6 separate regions of the Mus musculus genome follow, and regions 2, 3, 4, 5 and 6 are each linked to region 1. Evidence: chromatin contacts called from public ChIA-PET, HiChIP or PLAC-seq and promoter capture Hi-C data. All regions are on one chromosome and are shown on one strand. The core of a region is the stretch at or near the end of the contact, and the rest is flanking DNA. Distances in the headings are between cores, read along the strand shown. Region 1 holds the start of Itgb2 (integrin beta 2). Region 2 holds the start of Lss (lanosterol synthase). Region 3 holds the start of Rrp1 (ribosomal RNA processing 1 homolog (S. cerevisiae)). Region 4 holds the start of Trappc10 (trafficking protein particle complex 10). Region 5 holds the start of Pwp2 (PWP2 periodic tryptophan protein homolog (yeast)). Region 6 has its middle 11 kb from the start of Gm47922.

Region 1 (3,372 bases), core at 614-3,113:
ACTCAGCAACCATAGGGCTCTAATCACTTGGCTTACCTGGGCCACCTGTCTCAGCCTGGCTACCACCTCCCACTATAGAAGTGTCATGGAGAGCGATCCACAGGGCCTCAGGCATGTGGGGTGAGGGAGGAAACCAACACTTCCCTTTGAGGTCCCATTTATGCAACAGAGATAGAGAATGGAGCCAGCCAGTACTGGGTTGGCTGCCTGGGGTTATTTCTTGAACATCCCCTAAGGTTGTCCAACAGCCAGGCAGAGGATGCCCTGAGCTGTTTTTTCCCCCCCAAGGCTTGAACTGTATGTAACCTCTGAGTGACCGAGTGCACTTGGAAGCATTTGGGAACCTCAGGCAGGTCTGACTCATGTCCAAAGGGGGAGAGATGTGAATAAAGTAGCTGAGTCAGAACCTGCACCTCCCTACAGAGTCACCCCACCAGGGCTCCATGTAGCTCCACACACACATTCAACACCCCACACCCCTATCCCCAGCCCTACCACCTGCAGAGAACCACCTGCACCTGAGTGATGATAGATTGTAGCTAGCGGGAGCCTCAGTAGTCTCCACGGCTCACTCCTCATGGGAGTGAGTTTTGAAGGGAATTTTGAGTCATTATTGACTGCAGACATTTGGAGTTTGCAGAGCCAGTCAGCCCACCCTCTCATTTCCCCAGAGTTCAGTGGCCTCCCCAGTTCACACCCTTTCTCCATAGAGAGCAGAAGGCTTCCTCCCAAGCTGTGTATCAAAGATAGCCCCCGGCCCCCTGCAGCACTTCCTGCAAAGGATGATTGCATGGTTCCTCCACAATCGCAGTGAACACAATTCACCCCAGCCTAATGCATGCCTGCGGCAAGACTGTGTCCACATATGTCAACAGAGAAATGTTGGAGAAAGGAGGAGATAGGAAACTTGGGCCTCTCCAGCCCTAACTAACCCTCAGGACTTGCTCATTTTACTCCTGCTTATGGCAGCAGTCAACAATCTCTCATCTGCTCACTCACTGGTGGATGTAGAAAGGGTGTCTGTCACCTGACACCTTCCCCCTATCTGGGATATGACCCTGTGGTTGCTGGCCCCAGGCCTGGCCACTATGGTATGTGGGTGGGATTCTTGGGTAGAGGACTTCCTTATTATCTGCTATGCTGTAAGCTGGGCTGGGCATTTTGGAGCCCAGGTTCCAGAGACTTGCAGGGTAGACTGAGAATCACCCCCCCCCCCACACACACATACACACTCCCCACACGCCATTTTAAAGCAGATGGGGACAATGGACATCTCAGCAGCTCCTTCTCTTGCTCATTACCTCCAATCTGACACTCACCTTCATGACCATAAGTATCTACTTCCATTCATAGTAGGTGGGTGTCAGTATGTGACCCCTTCCCTCCCACAATCTGTCCCAGCCACCTCCACCACCACCCCTACCCCTTATCATAGCTGACCTTCCTCAGTCCCGGGCATCCACGACTATCACAGAGAGAGAATCAACACAGTCGGCTGCCTGCTGACCCACAGTTACAGATGTTCCCAGCGCTCCTGAAACTCTGCTCAGCTGTGGTACCAGGCCTCCCATCCCTGGACGTCAGTCAGGAGAGTCTGAATAGCCAGAAGCCACATGTACAAGACCATTTTTTTGACAGATAGGCAAGGTGAGAGATGGGGAAAGGCCACCAGTGCCTGTCGGGCTGGAGTCATAAAGAGAAATTCCACCGGAAGAGCCCACTTCTGAGGTGTTTCCCATAAGAGCTACCTGAACACAGGAGCCCTGCACTCACCCCCTCTCAGTCCCAGGAAGCCTCCACTCCGAGAATCTGACTGGAGATGTCTTTGCCTACTTCTTGCCAGCTGGCTGTGTGGTTGTGTCTAAAGAACACAGCCGCTGAGGCCCCCCCGCCTGACACTTCCTGTTCTAAGTCAGCGCCCAGGAGGAAGTTGAGTGACATTTGGCTGATTGGCCCACATGTGGGTATCACCTCAGCCCCTTTACACGTGGGACGTTAGAGAAGAGACACTGAGAGAGGGAGGGGCTTGTAGGCGATGACAAGCTTTTACGGCAAGAGTGGAGGGGCTACTGTTGGAAGCAGCAGCCATTGATAGCATCGAGGGGCTCTCTCACATGTCAAGAAGAGGTAGGGATTCATGGACCAGCAGGCGGAAGCAGAGGCTGATTGTGTGGGTTCTCAGTCTGGGAGAAGGACCCAGCTACAAGTGGATGGGCTGAGGTGGTAGCCCACTCGAGGAAGCAGGCGAATGGGAAGAAGGAGGCAGGGGAAGGTCCTGGGCAGAGAAATGGGGCAGAGTGGGGCATGGAGGGATGTGTTAAGTAACACTGTAGGAGCTCAATCACAAAGTTAGTGGTGAACAAAACCCCACCTGACTAGTTGCAAGAGGAGAGAGGGCAGAAAGAGAGACACCAAAGGGAGTTGGGAACCTTTAGCATAAGATTTGAGATGTCAGCCTTGTTGAGAAACAGTTAATTCTTTCCGCAACAATGTTTCATGGTTACATCCCACTACCTGCATCTTTAGAGTTACATGCTGAAATGCTCGCAAATGGTAGAAAAACATGGCAGATTTTCTTCCTTGTAATCAGGATGGGGGTTGGAGGTGGGTGTGGATACAAGACAGAGGCCAGGAGGTGACCACAGCGGAGGGTTGGGGGGGGGGGTGTTGGCTGAAGACCTGGGTGTTCATGTGTTACTCTTTCTTCGTGTAGTATGCTTGGTAGAATTTTTAAAGACATAGTTACATGAAGATAAAGCTGTGGAGTGGGGACATCAGCTATGCAGGACATCCTGGTGATAATGGTTGAGAGGGTTACAAGAAGTTAATAGCCCTGAACCTTTATGCATATTTTCTATATCTTCTCACAGTTGAAAAAAAATGTGCAAAAGATGCCAACTGTTGAAAGAACATTGTTGGAAAGCAGGTGTATCAGTTCACACTTGTAATACCAGAATGTAGGATGCTGATGCGGGAGGACCACTGGCTCAGTGGTTAAGAGCACTGACTGCTCTTCCAGAGATCCTGAGTTCAAATCCCAGCAACCACATGGTGGCTCACAACCATCTGTAATTGGATCCGATGACCTCTTCTGGTGTGTCTGAAGATAGCTACAGTGTACTCATGTACATAAAAAAAACAAATACATCTTTTTTTTAAAAAAAAAAAAAAAAAAGGAGGACCGCTGTGAATTCAAGACCAGCCAGGCAGAACTGTAAGATCCTAGCTCATAAAGGACGGGGAACGGGGGACAAAAGTCAAGAATGAAAGACCTGCACATACTTGTAGAAAATACTAACAAACACCACCAAATATCAGAAAGGCATAGTTCAGAGGCCAGGGAGATAGCTCAGAGGGTAAAGTGCTTGCAAC
Region 2 (3,372 bases), core at 229-2,728, 1.0 Mb after region 1:
ACACACAACCAGAAAATCAGGTCCTAAGTATTTCATCTTGTGGATCCAAACAAAAATCACACCCATCTTTGTAATTCTCCTGCAAATCAAAAGTTAAATATCAAAGTGGAATGCTCAAAATGAAACCAAATTAGGGCAACTTCTTCCACAGGTCTCTGAGGTGGAGGGACTTAAATAACGAGGGTTGCTTCTACTCCTGTCTCCGGAAGGAGGTACCACACTTTTTGTTGTTTAGATTGAATTGAGGCAAACACTCACAAACACTGACCCACATCAGCAGCCCTCTTCTTTATTTATTTGTTATCATTTTTGAGATAGGGTCACACTACGTAGACCTGGCTGGCCTAGAACTTGCTCTGTAGACCAGGCTGGCCTCAAACTCACAAAGATCTGCCTGCCTCTGCCTCCTGGGTGCCGGGATTAAAGACCAGCACTACCATGCCCAGCCTCTTTATTTTCTGAGACAAGCTCTACTCAGCTGCCCAGGCAGATCTTAAACTTTATCCTTGTCACAGCCTACTCAGCGGCTAGGATTACAGGTATGCCTGCCGGGCCCAGGTTCATATCTGTTTTAAAAAACAAAAAATTATAAGCCTTATTATTAAAATAAAAAGAAACCTGCAAATTAATAAAAACATCGCACACCAAAATTAACCAAACACAAAGTCTACTCAACTTAATGACCTTGGCATTTGAAAAGGGAGACTGTGAAACTTTCCATAAAATGATGCACTTTCAGTACCCACTATATTTTATGCATTAATCTATTGCCCAAACCACAAAGCCCATGACAGAGTTAGAACTAGAAAAGCAACTAGCTTTACATCTTCTTACATAACTTGTGAACTTTCCTGATCCTCTTATAGTCAGCTTTTCCTCATATCACACTATACCCACATATACATTGGTTTACACATATGCATATATTACTGGCTGGTTGCCTGTTTTTTAAATAAGGCTCTCCACTGTTTCAGAGCTCTGGCTCAGGAAGGCACGGTGTAGGCTGATCAGTGATGGCTTCCAGTCTTGGGATGGAATGGTGCTTTCAGAATCACATCACTTACTGTGTCCAGTCCCAAAGAGTGGGCCTCTAGCCCGGTCTGCTCTCGACCAGGGTCGTCCTCCGCTTGATAATAAGTCCATCTCTGCCGACCCAACTCATTCTGGAGCCGCCAGCGGGTGAGATCGGTGGCGGGCTCAGTTTTATAGGGTCCCCCACGACGCCGCAGACACCTGAGGGGACCAGCGAGAGGAAGCAGCCTTCCTTAGACTCCGCCCAGGTGGGATGCCTGCAATCCAGGCATGCAGAGCCACCAGCCATGCCACCCTGCTGTCCAGACACCTTCCCTGCCACCGCCCTGCCGCGTCCCTCGCAACACCCGCGGGAAGCCCAGGGTCCGCGACTCACGTGCCCTCAGTCATGACAGCACTACTCTCTGCCACCGCTTGCCAGCCCTTTACCTGACAGCCTAGTGCACTGCGCAGGCGCGAGCCTCGGCCGACCGGAACTACTGGGTGGGCCGATGCGAGCTCGGCCAATCAGAGCATCACCAGGTGGGCACGAGAGACGCACCGCGACCACAGTGGCTGGGCGCAGGGCCGCCCGACGCCGCGAGGGCACCAGGGGGCGTGGCTGCGGGGCGGGAAGCGCTTTGGAGGCGGGGCCTATGAAAGAGGCCGGCCTGTGGGCGAGGACGGCCTGTGGGAGGGGCAGGCCCGTTGGAGGGGCGGGGCGGGATGGGGGGCGGGGCCGGCCCCTCTAGATCCTTATTGATGACAGCCTTGGACTTCTGGTCTGGGTGTTCTGAGCCGGGATACCTACAGGGTTGGTGAAAAATGGCCCCTCCGACATGCAGGAAAGAGGCCGCGGAAACCACGAGTGCTTCAGAAGTACGGAAGAGGCATGAGTGACCTGAGGTGAAACTAGCGTTGATCCGAGGCACCACATGGACCATCATGGGGCAGGGGCCTTGACCCGAGTGAAGGGAGGAGGAAACTATGATGACACGTAGTTGGGAAGAGGGTCAGAGTAGTGTTCTCAGAAAGCGGGCACAGGCTCCTCACAGGGAGCAGCTGCAGAGTGTGCAGAGGGCTGTGTCCTGACTCCCATTAGCAGGTAGAGTTCCACTTCCCTAGCCACAGCACTACTCTCAGGATACCTGGAGCTTGGAGTCCTACAAGTTAAAGGGGGAAAAGCCTTGATTATGTTTGACAGTAGAGAGGGAAGCAGGAAAGCCTGTGGTATGCCGGCAGAATCTAGTAGAGACGTGCAATGAAGAACATTTGAACAGATAGTATTTGAGAAGCATTGCTGGCATGCAGGAATGACGACCAGAGATCAGAAAAATATAATTCCAAGAACTCCCAGCGGTACAGTGTGTCCTACAGAGTGCCGACTTACTTACAACTACCCAAACCCGATAGCCTCCCTGCACCTAGCCCTCAAAACGCTGCCAAGGAAGGGGCCATGAACCACAAATCAGAGAAGGAAGAAGTAAGAGGCAAAGAACACTCACACACCTTCCCTAGATGGAAAATCGGAATTTTAGATGGCTAGTCAAGAACACTAACCTCTTCTTTGCCCAGTTTAGAAACTTGTAAAGATATAAGACAAGGCATTTTAACTGAGCCTTGCCTCAGACTATTGATTTGGGGACTGGAGGCCAATACTTAAGTCCAGTGCGTAAGAGCACTTGCTGCTCATTCAGAGGACCTGGAATTGGTTTATAGCACCCACATGGTGACTCACAGCCATCTATAACTTCAGTTTTAAGGAATCTAATGCCATTTTCTGACCTCCTCAGTCACCAGGCATGTGTGAGATGTAAGTACATACATGCTGGTTAAAACACCCGTACACATTAAGTTTTTAAAATTCACAATAGAAAAGTCAGTTTGAGCTGGGCGTGGTGGCACACGCCTTTAATCCCAGCACTCCAGAGGCAGAGGCAGGCAGATTTCTGAGTTCAAGGCCAGCCTGGTCTACAAAAGTGAGTTCCAGGACAGCCAGGGCTATACAGAGAAACCCTGTCTCGAAAAACAAAAACAAAAACAAAAAAGCCAAAAAAAAAAAAAAAAAAGTCAGTTTGAACAGGGCTGGCTAACTGCTTCATAATGACTGCTTTTCCCTTACACATGTCTCAGCTTCTAAGCCAAGCGAACAACTGAAGCCTTTGGGAGCTGACCCACCAAGAACCATGTAAGCACAGTATGCCAATAAGAAGACCCAAAAAACGATGCCCAGGGAAGCCTAGCACACTGGATGCTGTTCTCCCAAATTCACTAAACAAGCCACTCTCTTTCCCTGGAGAAAAAAGCTAGAGTGTTTTCCAGGGAAGTCCTTTTTGTGTCAGAACATGAAAAATTGGAAAA
Region 3 (3,372 bases), core at 221-2,720, 880 kb before region 1:
GAGTGCTCACACCTAAGCTGAGCCCACCTTTTCTGTCTGTGTGTCTGTCCTGTATTTCTTTACTTCTCCCAGTTGGGGTTTCAGTACTCAAGCCTAGCAGGACTTGGCATATACACATATGTATAGGTGGATATATTTACTGTGTGATGTGTAAGTAGAGTCTGACCATTAATATTAGTAGTTTAAGATAGCTTGCCTAGGGCTGGAGAGATGGCTCAGCGGTTAAGAGCACCGATTGGTCTTTCAGAGGTCCTGAGTTCAATTCCCAGCAACCACACAGTGGCTCACAACCATCTGTAATGGGATCTAATGCCCTCTTCTGGTGTGTCCGAAGACAGTAACTGCGTACTCATATAAATAAAACAACAGCAACAAGAGATAGCTTGCCTAAGTCAAAGAAACTGGGTTGACTTTAAAAAGCGTGGCCATAACATTGATGTAGTCTATCAAATTTTTTGTTATTCAGTAAATTCTGATGTTATAGAAAATACAGAATTGTCTATGTTCCTGTAATAGTGCTTAGACATGCCCTCTCCCACCCCAGTTGCTTATTCCTCTTCAGTCAGACTTTCAACAACCATCCCTCCCATTTTTTCCAGCATCTAGCTTTTCAAATACAGCCACCTTCCTTGCCTGACACTTTAATCCTGGGCTTAGCTGGCCTATGGTGTAGCAACGAACTGGCAATGTTATGGTACCACTAAGTCCAAACGTCCACTGGTCTTGGAAATTTCCCCCAGCAAGTCATCAGACTTCTGGTGGTCTTGGGCACACCAATGAAACCTGTAATTGTTTTGTATTCTAATTTGACATTTCAGCTCTTGGGCTATATGGAAAAATTTTCCCAATAGTGTCCCAAACGATTGTCACCACACATTTCATGAACCAGGGCACACTCAAGTTTTGCACACTCACTGTGCTTTCTATAGTGTATTTGCCTGCCTACCTTCATGATAGGTACCTGCACCCTGTCCCATAATCTGGATCCTGACAGCCTTCTTGCTTTTCTCTTTCCAGGAAAGTGGATGCTCTACAAGAGGCTTGGTGGGGTGGATTTCCCTGAGGACTAAGGTGTTAGGGATCAGGTAAAGTGTTTCGGGTAAAGCTCGTAGTTCTCGGCGTTGCAGGGTTCATGCACACACCCAACCTCCCCCCACCCACACCCCACACCCCAACATGGCTCAGGATGCTGAGCCAAGGGCAGCTCCACGCAGTCCTGCTAAGTGTTACAGTTGAGGACAAGCTGGGCCACATCACGATCTTCTTGTAATACAGCCACTCCTGCTGCAGTAAAGAGGAGGGCGAACCCAAGACAATGCTTTAACCTTTTCAAGAATCAGAGATGCCCTAGGCTTACACCAGACCATCCTCCTCCCTGCAGGGTGCAGTTGCGCCTCTCGGCCACTGAGAGGCGGTAGCGTACGCCAGCATCGTCCAGGACGTTTGACGTCTAGCTGGGTTGTGTCGCCTCAGTGTGACGTTCAGTGGTGACGAGCGCGTGTCGTCACTCGAGCGCCCCAGCGGAAGCGTCGAGTGCGTGGTCTCAGGGTTCTCCTCACCATGGTTCCCGGAGTGCCGCTCCCGCCGGAGATCCAGCTGGCGCAGCGCCTGGCGGGCAATGAACAGGTGACGCGGGACCGCGCGTTGCGGAAGCTGCGGAAGTACATCGAGGCCAGGTCGCAGCGGGCGACAGGTACGCGGGCGGGAGGGCAGGCGAGCTCCGCTGCGTGGGCCCCGCAGGATCCGGCCTTCGTCTGCTGTTCTACTGGCTTAGGCTGACCCGATCGGTCTGCCCGCTTTTCTTCCTTCTGTAGCTTGCTGGTGCTCTTCCGCCGGCCTTTACTGGTGTCCCGTGTTCTTAAAGGTGTGTTCTCGACACCCCGTTCCCAGGATGTCCTTTTGCAGAGCGGTTTCTGTGCTTCTGGTCCTCAGTGAGCGACCCCTTTCAGCAGCCTCCGCGTCTCTTGGATATCCCTCCGCAGATGCAAATTATAGATTCCCTGAGCAGTGGTTTGGCCGAGGTCACGGCTGTATGCTTTGGGAAGTGTCTCAAGGCAGTTTTCCACGCTCTAGTCAGAGAACCCCAGCTTGGGGAATGCGCTTCGCCAAATGGTGGCGATGTCCTTTGCTTTTGGATATCCCTCCGCGGATGCAAATTATAGATTCCCTGAGCGGTGGTTTGGCCGAGGTCATGGCTGTATGCTTTGGGAAGTGTCTCAGCGCAGTTTTTCACGCTCTAGTCAGAGCACCCCAACTTGGGGGATGCGCCTCGCTAAATGGTGGTGATGTCCTTTGCTAGCCGGAATGAATAACTTTCACCATTTAATCTCCGAAATGTCATAGTATAGCTACAGTTCCTTGGTCTGACACTGGCTTAATTAATCACTGCATTAACAATGGGCCATCTCCCGGTCCCGAAAGTGTTGGGTTTCTTTAACTCTATGGGACTGATACCTGCTTGCTGGTGCATGGAGTTACTGGAGGGTTGGGGGGAGGGGCTCCTCCAGGCACCGTTATGGCAGTTCTGTTGGAGAATGTTTTGAGGGCGGGGCTGGCTGCCCAATCATATTTTTTTAAGGTTTATTTATTTATTTAATGTATATGAGTACACTGTAGCTAGCTGTACAGATGGTTGTGAGCCTTCATGTGGTTGTTGGGAATTGAATTTAGGACCTCTGCTCGTTCCAGTTGGCCCCACTCACTGAGGTCAGCCCAGCTCGCTCAGTCCCTGTTCCGTCTGGCCCAAAGATTTATTTATTATTATAAATAAGTACACTGTAGCTGTTTTCAGACACCCTAGAAGAGGGCATCAGATCTCATTAGGATGGTTGTAACCTACCGTGTGGTTGCTGGGATTTGAACTCAGGACCTTTGGAAGAGCAGTCAGTGCTCTTACCCGCTGAGCCATCTCGCCAGCCCCCAGTCGTATTATTGTTAAGAGTAGTTCAGGCAGTCATGTTTCCTTCCTGGCTCGGGAAGGTAGGTTCCAGGGCTCACTAAGTCTCACTGTTGCTCTTGTGATGCAGGTGGTTTCACTCCAGATGAACTGCTAAAAGTATGGAAAGGACTGTTTTACTGCATGTGGATGCAGGACAAGCCCCTCCAGCAGGTGGGTGCCTGGGAAGGTAGCTGAAGAACCCTCACAGGAGTTGGTGGGGGACTGAGGGGCTTATGTTTAATCCTCCACCCCACCCCTTAACATAGCCAGCACTGACTCCTGCTGTTTATAGAGAAAGTGATGTTTCCTGCATAGTAGGTCTTTTTTTTTTTTCCATGTGGTTGCTGGGATTTGAACTCAGGACCTTTGGAAGAGCTATTGGTGCTCTTAACCACTAACCCATCTCTCCAGCCCCATAGTAGGTCTTTTGCAAG
Region 4 (3,372 bases), core at 539-3,038, 710 kb before region 1:
TCAACAAGGTCACATGTGCTAATAGTGCCACCCCTTGTTCCTGGCCCAAGTGTATAGAAACCATCACAACTAGCTTTCCCACCTCCAAAGCTAAGAATGGTATTTGAGGCCAACAGGAGAGAGTCCACCTTCTAGCTATAACAGCCTCTCTGACGTACTCACCAATGTATTTTAAATTGTCTTGATTTATGACTTTTTATGTTCTGCAACTATAAAGCTTCAAGTGCTTCCATGTGGGATCACGAAACCTGGGGTTACCCACTCAGGAGGCCTCAGAGGATTCCTCAAAATCCTTGTCCCCTGGGTGGCGGGCACTCAAATTTGGCTCCGAAGCACACCATCTCTTATTCCATTTGAGGTGAGAGCTTCGTTCTTTGTGCTGACATCTCACAAACGCTTAGCTGGATGGGGTGAAAAACCTTTGGCACGTCCACGGAGGCTTTGGACCCCTATTCTTGCTTTGCTGTGCTCTCTCTAGGCCAGTGGTTCTGAACCTTTCTAATGCTGTGACCCTCCTAAATAAAAAATAAATATTAAGTAAATAAAAATAAAATATTAAATAATGAATAAAAATTAAATAAATAAACTAAAAATTAAATAAATAAAAATAAAAATATTAGAGAAAAATATTAAATAAACAAAATAAATATATTAAAGAAGTAAAAATAAAATTATTACATAAATAAAAATAGTTTGTTACTACTTCATAAACTGTAATTTTGCTACTGTTATGGGTCATAATGTAAATATTTTTTTTGGAGCTAGAGGTTTGCCAAAAGGCTCGGGACCCACAGGTTGAGAACCCCTGTGCCTGGCAGTCTCCACCTGCTTCAACTGCCCTAATCAGTTGCCTGAAAGCCCAAACCAACATGCTCCCCAACAGTCAAGTCATGCTCAGACATTCCATTTGCACACTGAATCCCATTTGCAAAAGCTCCCATAGACCTGCTTTACTTGCGCCGAGTTCAGTTCAAAGCAATATTTGATTTTGCGACATTCACAATACCTAGCGGCTTCAAAGCAGTACCAGCTATAGGTGACCAGTACTGATGAAGGTGGGACATAGGGAGCATTCTGGGAGCCAAGGGAAAGAGTGCTGAAGGCTGACGCAGGTGGAAACGACCTATGTGGTGGTTCATACGAGTAAAACCACCTAATCAACCAATCAAACAAAAACCTCACAAAACCAGAAAGGACAGTGGGAAGCTGGCGTGCCAGCGGGTGCACATGGAGTTGTACGGGGTGGGTGGAACACTTTCGATCTTGCCTCGCTTTGAGTCAGCACACTTGGCAAGTCCGTGTTAACAGGCAAGCAGAGACTCAGCTTGGCACTGCACAGTTGAGCTCGCCCAGATGTAAAAACCGACCCAAGGCATCCTGCAGAAGCCGGAAAGGAGGAAGCTCCCTCGGAGATAACGGGAATTCCGCCAGACGTGACGTGGGGGCACACAGGGTAGAAGCGAGGATGAGGGTAAGGGAGCATCTGCAGGTGCGAAGCCGAGGAGAATCCAGTTTAGACAGGTCTGATGAGACCAAGCAAGGGTCACCAAGCTTGGGCATTGAGAAGGTGGGGTCAAGGAGCTCAGGCACGTGCGCCGCCCTCTGTCCTCTGCAGCTGCCTGAGAACCGAGGCAGAGGCGGCTCCCGCTATTGACAGCTACAGCGGCCCCGCCCTGCACCGCCGGGCGGCCCGGCACGCGGCCTTTTTCGTAGGAGGGCATTCGGCGGCGAGGCCCGCCCCTTTAAGTCGCGCGCCCCGGAAGTGGTCACGCGGCGGCGCCGGGGCCGGAAGTGGACGCGGCCGGCGGCGGCGGGCGGCCGGCTAGGAGCTGCCGGGGGCCGGCGGCGAGGAGGCGCGGGCTCAGCGGGCCCCGCGCTGCCTCGGGTGCCCATGGCGGGCGGGGGGCCGGGCCGGTGACGCCGGACGCCCATGGACGCCCCTGAGGAGCCACAGCCACCGGTGGTCTACACCATGGAGAACAAGCCCATCGTCACCTGTAAGTGCGGCGGGGCGGGCGGGCGGGGGGCGCGGCCGGGCTTGGCAGCTCCCATCTACGCGGACACAGCCGACCTCCGACCTTTCCGCGGGTGACCTCCGACCCGCTGTGCAGCCGACGCCAAGCTTTGGGTCCTGACCTGGGCGGTCTCCGGAGCAGCTCGTTCTGTACTGTCAGTGCTGCTAGGGATCGGGCCGGCCTTCCCCGTGGGTCGGCTCTCCTGCGCGCTGACCGCAGTCCGGTGGGCAGGCCCAGCTCTCCGCAGAGCGCAGGTGCTCTTCCTCTAGTGACTGTCAAGCCGGAGTGGCAGGTGGCCGGCCAGGCTTAGGAAGGAACCCAGCTCTGTCTGGTCCAATCATCCTGTGCTTATAGGCACTTTCCAGAGCTGCTCCACCAGCGAGTTCCCGCTCGGACATCCCCTTCCGCACTTGTTCCTTCTCCCACTGAATGCACACACACACACACACACACACACACACACACTCACACACAAAGATTGGTTTCTCTGCTACAGAAAAAGAAAACCCTCATTTTAAAGCATAATTTCAGAACGGAGTAGTTTTGCAAACTATGGACTCATGGGAAGTGTGGACGGGTTGGTTAACATTTTGACAGCTTTGCGGTGCTGTCTCTCAAAGGACAGGTGTGATACGTGGCTGTTGGCAGTTCAGTATGTGCTTGACCTTATGAATTTACTTTTTTCTAAACAGGAAGCATATTTGCAAAACCTGGTGCTAGGCCCCAGGGTTCCCAAGGTCTCCAGCACACCCTGCTCTGTTTTCTCCTTTGGGCCCTTGGATACATGGGCTCCTCCCAGTTCCTTCCTGTAACCGCATAGACATTTCATATTTAAAGACTTACATCTCTTTATTGCTAGATTAACTTTCTCAGGGATATGGATGTGTCTCCCATAAAGTTGGGAGACTTGCATAGTTCAGCAGTTAGTTGTGTGTGTTTTGTTTTTTTTTTTTTTTCTTCCCAGAATGCTTGGCAACTGAGAGGCTTGCCAAACCTCACCTGCAGGCAGGTGGACCGATGTGGCAGAGCTGGTCTGGAGGCTGCCCCGCCCTGCCCGGGTGCTCCTTGATCCCCTCAGGGAAGTTGCACCCTGTTCATGGTTGGATTCAATGTGTTCCAGGTCCTGAGAACTTTCCCCCAGTACTGTGCACAGTAGGAATTCTGGATGAGTACTTAGAACCCACAGGGACACCCACTTACTTGACTGCATCTCCCGACCCTTAGCTTTGAACATTGGCATCTTCATTGCCATAGACATTTTATCAGCATCCTGCTGAAGGTAAAGTTGCAAGCTCAGCGGCATCGGCTGTGGCTAAGGAGAAAGGGTTAATTACTCTGGTAGCTAGTACTTGGAAAT
Region 5 (3,372 bases), core at 538-3,037, 650 kb before region 1:
CACCAACGGGTTCATTTACTTTTGGTTGTAAATTTGATTGTACATATTGTTGATTTATTATTTTTAAGAGTACAGACTAACTGATGTAATGTTTGTGTATAAGTTGCACCAAAAATCAAGGACAAAATAAATGTGTGTTTGTTTTTACTGGTGTGGAAGTCATAGATTGTAAATAGATGCTGTATGTATTAAACGTTCTCAGTCCTCCAAAGTGATGTATTTTTGTATATAGGAGATAGAGTGCTCTGGGCTTATTGGCGTGGTGTCTGTGAGTGGGACCTGAGGTAGAAAGCTGGGAGAGGAGGGAGCCCTCTTCAGGAGTCGCTGCCCCCTGGGGACCATGTTTGGGCCCAGAGTCAGGGGCACAGAGAGAACCAGGAGAACCAAGCCAACACTTTCAGTATTCAGTGTATTTGCTTTTTTTTTTTTTTAAGATTTGTTTATTTATTATATGTAAGTACACTGTCGCTGTCTTCAGACACTCCAGAAGAGGGCATCAGATCCCATTACGGATGGTTGTGAGCCACCATGTGGTTGCTGGGATTTGAACTCAGGACCTTCAGAAGAGTACTCAGTGCTCTTAACTGCTAAGCCATCTCTCCAGCCCCAGGGTATTTGCTTTTAACTCAGCCAGTAAATAAAGGATAGTACGACGCCCACAACACACCACCACCAAGTGGTTTTCATTTGCAGGAATTGGAGGAATGCTTAAAGAAAATAAACACTGGGGCTGGAGAGATGGCTCAGTGGTTAAGAGCATTGGCTGCTCTACCAGAGGTCCTGAGTTCAAATCCCAGCAACCACATGGTGGCTCATAACCATATGTAATGGGATCTGATGCCCTCTTCTAGTGTGTCTGAAGACAGTGGCAGTGTACTCACATAAACCTTAAAAAAAAAAAAAACAAAAAAAAAACAAACATTTATTTAAAACCCTCTGAAAACCTATTTTATGTGCAGTTTAAAACTAATAAACTTGGGGAGCTGGGTATGCAAATTAGAACTTGGTACTTACTGAATGTCTACAGCCCTCTGAACTCTGTTTTCGGTAAACCTTTGACAGTTGGCCTGCAGATGTCAAGTCCATGTGTGGGGAGGTCTTTGAGACTTGATCCTGGCAGAAAAGCTTCCACCCGGCACTGCTAGCCTCCCGCATCCGTGTGTAGTCCTTTAGAGTGGAGTCTGGCTCTTGAGTTCACCGCCCACCCCCTGAGTTTCATATTTCTGAGTTCTCTACGGTTTTCTAATTATATATATTAAGAATAAAACAAAGGGGAGATCTAAAATGTTGGTAGTTCTGTTATTTCTCATGAAGACACCTTTCTCTGTAAGAGAGTTGGCAGCTCTTGTTCTCTGGGATGGGGTCTAGGAAAGGTGACGGCCGCACCTTGACACTGCAGGCGTTGGTTCCATTTTCACAGTGTTCTGTAACATAATGTCAGAGTAAGGCCGCTGTACTAAGATCGTTTAAAGTGTAAGCATTAAAATTCTAAAAATACACGTTTTAAGAAGAAACTCCGTTTGAACTTGGGTTTTTGTTTTTGTTTTGCACGGTTACAGGCGAGTGTGTGACGATTTGCTCGCTTTCTCAGCTCCGGACTGGGCTCTGCATGGAGACCTAGAACTTAGCTCCATTCTCCACCGTCCTAGCGGTCTCAGCTAGTTCACCGCTACGCAGCGCCTGCGTAGAGGCAGGGTGGTGGCGGGAGTGGGGGTGAGGGAGGGACGGGCGGGGCTTCCCAGGACACTAGGGTTGCGGCTCCGCCCCGGAAGTGCGCGTTTTAAGCGCCGGAGATTGTTTGTATTCCGGAAGTGGTTGCAGTACGGTACCCCACGTGTGGTTCCAGGATGAAATTCGCTTACCGGGTGAGCGGCGGGCCGGGCAGGGGCAACGGGAGGGCGATGGAAGGTTCCGAGGACGCGGGAGAGACCGAGGTCGTTGTCATCTCGGCTGCCTGTGGGAAGCACTAGTGGGTCGACCCATCGCAATCTATTGCTCCTGGTTTATACCAGGAGCTCCGGGCTCCTACCCAACAGGTCTCGGGCTGTACCCAGCCCTGTCCAAACTCCTCTTGCCAGACAACACAGCAATAGCTGCTGAAAGGCTCTTAACAACAAACTTCAAGCAACACCCAGCTCTCTACAGGGCCGCCAGTTCTTGGAGCAGTCTCGACAGCGCTCCTCTGCTGATCATACCTCTTAGGAGCCTAGCTCTGCCTGGTGTTATCTCGTTGCATAGCTGCCCACCTACACCCCAGATCGACTCCTGCCTTAGTTAGCCCAGGCAATCCCAGTAAGCAACTACCCTACTGCTCTGCTGGGCTTTGCAGTGTTTGGACATCTGTCCAATTGCCTATGTGCCGTTTCTATGTGGACATAGAACACAAGGCTCGGGTCTCTACACCCAGCTGTGTCTGCTGGATGGAGATGCTTGCCTTTGATAACTGAATGGATACACCGGGGCACTGATACTTAGCACGGTGGGCGTGGTGAGCATCTCCTGCAGCCCTGTTCACTGAAGCAGCTTCTCTTAGAATGGAGATCCTGTGCCCTTCTGTGCCTGGCAAATGCTTCCTGTCTTGGGAGTATAGTACCATTCAAGGGAACCCTGGGCTCCTGAGAATTAAGTTGGGTTCCTCCTCTGCCCAGGGGCAGGACACACCTATGGTCAGGTACTTTACTACCTATGCCCAGATGCCTCTCATCACCATTTCAGAGAGCTGACGCTGTGTTCTCTGTGTTAAAACTGATTCATTTCCTTTGCAGTTCTCGAATTTGTTGGGTACGGTTTATCGGTGTGGAAACTTAAATTTCACACATGATGGAAATTCTGTTATCAGCCCCGTGGGAAATAGAGTCACTGTGTTTGACCTTAAGAAGTAAGTATGGGGAGACAATGTTAGCAGGGACGTTATCCTCCGTGTGAAGGCTAGCCATCCTCTTTGTGGCTTGCAGGACTACTGGATTTAGGAGGACACAGGTCATGGTAGAGTTGCCTGCTGAGGTCCTCGTTTTTCATTCTAGTATCTAGAACACCAGCATTACTCTTAAAGGGAAAGGAAAAGTCATGTGCCTTTTGGCTGTTGGCTAGCAAGTAGGGGTGGTGGCAGATAGGAAGGTTATCTCAAAAGGTGAGCACTTACTGTGGGGGGAGGGGCGGCTCTAAGGGCCCCAGGACAGGTGGTTTGGAGAGTTCAGGCTGTCTTGGGTCCTTGCTCAACAGCCCTGATGGTTCCCACCTTCCCTGCTGAGATTAGGCTTAGCTTTGCTTGTCCCAACAAATGTGCTGTGGCTCCTTTTCTGACTAGGAATGACTCAGCACTTGACTGTCTGAACGTCTGTAGGCTGATCCCCTCTAGCCTGGGCAAGACCC
Region 6 (3,372 bases), core at 447-2,946, 620 kb before region 1:
GATCCCCCATCTGGGACCCTCTCGGCCAGCTCCTGGCTTCTCCACCCCAGCTGCCAGCCAGGTCTACCCTTGGTCCCTTGGTTGCTCCTAAGGCTTAGCTCATATTCTCATCTGGACCTTTAGGCTCCTTGGAATCTGCCAGTCCTGTGCTGCTCACAGGCAACAGATGGACTTGAAGTCATTTAGTCACTCAGGGATGAGTCCCTGCAAAAAAACGAGCATGTTGACATTATAGGGTCCTAAAATATTAAGGATTGGTTCTCCTAAACCAAATGTCAGAGGGCTAGCTCTTTCTAAGGCTCTGTGGAGGAGCTGCCCCAGGCTTCCCAGGGCATCTTGGGTATCCGTTAGTGTGCCACGGCATTGTCCAGACCGTGCCCTCCATTCCCTCATGGTCTCTTATCTAATGATGACCTCCCTCAGGGCCTCTATCTTATGGCCTGTCTCCTCATGGTCTTTCTCATAATCTTTCTCTGATGATCTAAATCTCCATGTGGCCTCCATTTTCTTAGGACCTCTGCTTCATGACATCTCTCTTGCCATATCTCTGTTCCTTCATCTTCTCCAGCTCCTCCTCACCCCCAGCTCCTCCTCATCCCCAGCTCCTCCTCACCCCCAGCTCCTCCTCATCCCCAGCTCCTCCTCACCCCCAGCTCCTCCTCACCCCCAGCTCCTCCTCACCCCCAGCTCCTCCTCACCCCCAGCTCCTCCTCACCCCCAGCTCCTCCTCACCCCCAGCTCCTCCTCACCCCCAGCTCCTCCTCACCCCAGCTCCTCCTCATCCCCAGCTCCTCCTCACCCCCAGCTCCTCCTCACCCCAGCTCCTCCTCATCCCCAGCTCCTCCTCACCCCCAGCTCCTCCTCACCCCCAGCTCCTCCTCACCCCAGCTCCTCCTCACCCCCAGCTCCTCCTCATCCCCAACTCCACCTCACCCCCAGCTCCTCCTCCTCCATCTCTCTCTCCTCATGGCCTCCACTTCCTTAGGCCTCCTCCATATCCACATTTCCCCTCTTAGAAGACCCTAATAATCTAATTTTATTACCACTACCACCACCATTTTATATTTTGTTTTCTTCAAGGTGGGGTTTCTCTGTGCAGCCCTGGCTGTCCTGAAACTTGCTCTGTAGACCAGGCTGGCCTCCAACTCCGTGATCCATCTGCCTCTGCCTCCTGAGTGCTGGGATGAAAGGCGTGTGCCACCAGAGCCTGGCTAAATAACTTTAGCCATATTTAGAGAAGGTCCCATTCACAGGGTTTGACATGAAGCCTCTAACAGGAATTCTGTGAGGGCACAGATGAGCCCATTCACGGGGGTAAGCTGAGGCATGAGGGGGGTGCACATCAAAGACATAATGGTTCACAGGAGAGACCTCAGCAGGGTCCCCATCTATATCTATGGCCAGTACCTGGATTGTCCCATCTGCTGGGTCCCAACTGCTAGGTCCCCTCTGCTGCCTGGTACCCTTTATTCCTGGCATCTGTGGGCAGGACAATGGATATTTCACAGGACAGGTGCTGCTAAGAACGCCCTTGGTGCTGGGTTGTGTTCTTAATTTTAGTTTCTCAGGAGCCACCGGAGCCCCTAGGTTGTATAGATCTATTGCTGAGATTCACCAGATGGCATAACAGCACTCCACAGCTGACTCGGGCCAAGCCCTAGCTCTGTGGCAGGGCCAGCATTTCCTGAAGGGAAAGCATCCCCCAGCACGTCATTGGCTCCCTCGATTTTAAACTCTGCTCTCGGCTTCCTTAAGACCTGTGCACTCATGTGTGCCCTGAGCTCCAGGCTCTGCTAACTTCCCTGACCAAGAAAGGAATTTGTGGAGTTGCCTTCAAACCATGGCATCTTTTTTGGTGCTTTAAAAAAAAAAAAAAAAAGTTCTTTTAGAATTTTCTGTCTTGTGTCATGCATCCCTGAACTTCCTGGTTTGAGCCGAATAGCAGAAGTTCTAAAATATTTCACATTAAGCATCTTTTGGTGTTTCTGACATGGCCCCAAACAGGAAGTTCCAGAGGTCTGTCACAGAAAGTCTATGTCCTGGCCTCTGTGAGTGCCCCAGGATTCCAGACAGTACCTGGGAGATACCATGGAACCTGTTTGAACCGAAAATGACATGAGAAACTGGATTTGTCTGCATTAAGGCTCTGAGTTAATTTGCTGTGCTACTGTAGTAAAAGAGCACACAGTGGGACCATAGCATTTATTGCACCCCTACTAAGCAGGGTGCCCAGGCCTCCTGCCCAGCTCTATACACATTGGGTGTGGCTTGCCTGCTCCGGTTTGCTCTTCTGAGATATTCACATGAGGCAAATAGGAAGCTAGAGATATGGGTATATTCAGGAAAGCTTGGTACTTCCTAAGGACACCATGCCCTGAGCCACCACTGACACGTTCCCAGGTGGCCATGGGATTCTCTCATATGAGCCTCAGTCCCAGGCAGGGTGACCCTTCAGAAGTCAGTAGAGGTGAGGGGTTCCTGGTGCACATGATAGGATTACAAAGGAAAAATAGGCCATGCACAAGGAAGTAGAAAGGAGGGGGCGAGTTAGATTGTCCAGGACTGATCCCTTAGGGGATCTGAGGTAAGCTAGAAGGGGAGGCAAGTTAGCAAGGGAAGCAGGCACCCCATCTTCATCCCACCCACAGATCTGGAGACAGTGAGACCTACCACAGGAAGTCCTGGAGGCCTCAGTGTTGCCTGCTGGATGCTGGTGACAGGGTCATTGGTGATAGATCATGGACAGGAAAACAAAGTGCTCCTGAGACCGGAAGTCGCTCTCCCAGTAGCCTTTGCATTGGGGTAGCAGGGTGCACACCTTTGGGAAGGCCAGCAGATGTAGCTTTGCTGGGGCACTAGATAGTGGTGTGCGGGGCCAAACCCTGTACTTTCAGGAGCCTTCCCTTGTTCCCGATCCCTCACCTGATCAAGAAGTTCCTAGGGAGGACTAAAACAGGACAGGTGCTACCTGACCACAGAGCAGGTGACAGGGAGACAGCCACAGTCACCACCCTATCTGGAGAGGAAGTTGATCTTTTCAAGGGATTCCCAGCCAGAGGCTGTTTTTATTGGGGACAAGAGTGAAAGACTAGTTCTTTATCAAATGAGTCACCAGAGAGAGAGAGAGAGAGAGAGAGAGAGAGAGAGAGAACAGCGAGTGAGCAGAGCACATGGACCAGATCTCCATATTAGGAAGGAATGTCTATTCCAGAGACACATGAGTGTCTTTGCACGATGTCAGACTTTGTCAAAAAAAAAAAAAAAAAATTGTGCAAACCAAATTGGCTTTATTAGCTGCAGTTTGCCAAGTAGACCTGGTTGCTTTCAATGGTGGATGGCAAACAGATCCATTCCAATGCTGATCATGACTGT

What was found. ChIA-PET counts read pairs in DNA pulled down with a chosen protein or histone mark. HiChIP or PLAC-seq counts read pairs in DNA pulled down with a chosen protein or histone mark. Capture Hi-C pulls out chosen DNA fragments and counts their contacts.
Region 2: a contact with region 1 is called in an H3K27ac HiChIP or PLAC-seq map of bone marrow-derived dendritic cells, with 2.8 times the contacts expected there. The contact joins the promoter of Lss here to the promoter of Itgb2 in region 1. A contact is called at or near these places in 1 of 484 Hi-C or Micro-C datasets (CD8 T cells) and 1 of 115 datasets of contacts at active chromatin or transcription factors (bone marrow-derived dendritic cells).
Region 3: a contact with region 1 is called in an RNA polymerase II ChIA-PET map of memory CD8 T cells, with 22 read pairs. The contact joins the promoter of Rrp1 here to the promoter of Itgb2 in region 1. A contact is called at or near these places in 1 of 39 promoter capture datasets (pre-B cells), 1 of 484 Hi-C or Micro-C datasets (CD4 T cells), 4 of 115 datasets of contacts at active chromatin or transcription factors (bone marrow-derived dendritic cells, bone marrow-derived macrophages, memory CD8 T cells and 1 more) and 1 of 9 other capture datasets (adipose tissue).
Region 4: an RNA polymerase II ChIA-PET map of memory CD8 T cells shows a contact between it and region 1, with 9 read pairs. The contact joins the promoter of Trappc10 here to the promoter of Itgb2 in region 1. A contact is called at or near these places in 4 of 115 datasets of contacts at active chromatin or transcription factors (bone marrow-derived dendritic cells, memory CD8 T cells, microglia and 1 more).
Region 5: a contact with region 1 is called in a promoter capture Hi-C map of adipose tissue. The contact joins the promoter of Pwp2 here to the promoter of Itgb2 in region 1. A contact is called at or near these places in 2 of 39 promoter capture datasets (hippocampal neurons and pre-B cells), 1 of 484 Hi-C or Micro-C datasets (pre-pro-B cells), 3 of 115 datasets of contacts at active chromatin or transcription factors (acute myeloid leukemia, bone marrow-derived dendritic cells and pancreatic cancer cells) and 1 of 9 other capture datasets (adipose tissue).
Region 6: a contact with region 1 is called in an H3K27ac HiChIP or PLAC-seq map of bone marrow-derived dendritic cells, with 4 times the contacts expected there. The contact joins the enhancer-like site here to the promoter of Itgb2 in region 1. A contact is called at or near these places in 1 of 484 Hi-C or Micro-C datasets (embryonic stem cells) and 4 of 115 datasets of contacts at active chromatin or transcription factors (bone marrow-derived dendritic cells, bone marrow-derived macrophages, memory CD8 T cells and 1 more).

Annotation. Positions count from the first base shown.
Region 1 is chr10:77,528,861-77,532,232 of GRCm38.p6, reverse strand. It overlaps Itgb2 (integrin beta 2), which reads right to left and starts at 1,863. Exons shown (of 16, transcript NM_008404.5): 1 at 1,774-1,863.
Region 2 is chr10:76,529,711-76,533,082 of GRCm38.p6, reverse strand. It overlaps Lss (lanosterol synthase), which reads right to left and starts at 1,478. Exons shown (of 22, transcript NM_146006.2): 1 at 1,409-1,478; 2 at 1,065-1,233. The coding sequence starts at 1,422.
Region 3 is chr10:78,411,141-78,414,512 of GRCm38.p6, reverse strand. Rrp1 (ribosomal RNA processing 1 homolog (S. cerevisiae)) reads left to right here and starts at 1,470. Exons shown (of 13, transcript NM_010925.2): 1 at 1,470-1,693; 2 at 3,027-3,109. The coding sequence starts at 1,561.
Region 4 is chr10:78,243,061-78,246,432 of GRCm38.p6, reverse strand. It overlaps Trappc10 (trafficking protein particle complex 10), which reads left to right and starts at 1,788. Exons shown (of 23, transcript NM_001081055.2): 1 at 1,788-1,997. The coding sequence starts at 1,931.
Region 5 is chr10:78,183,564-78,186,935 of GRCm38.p6, reverse strand. Pwp2 (PWP2 periodic tryptophan protein homolog (yeast)) reads left to right here and starts at 1,787. Exons shown (of 21, transcript NM_029546.2): 1 at 1,787-1,865; 2 at 2,766-2,878. The coding sequence starts at 1,848. It overlaps Trappc10 (trafficking protein particle complex 10), which reads left to right. Exons shown (of 23, transcript NM_001081055.2): 23 at 1-1,514.
Region 6 is chr10:78,147,880-78,151,251 of GRCm38.p6, reverse strand. No RefSeq gene overlaps it. Among named protein-coding and RNA genes, the nearest start is that of Gm47922, 11 kb to the right of the region's middle. Within about 2 kb of position 1,696, at least 95 of the 459 cell types and tissues checked have an H3K27ac peak or open chromatin away from gene starts, as enhancers often do. A contact at or near this core is called in bone marrow-derived dendritic cells and bone marrow-derived macrophages, where this site is marked.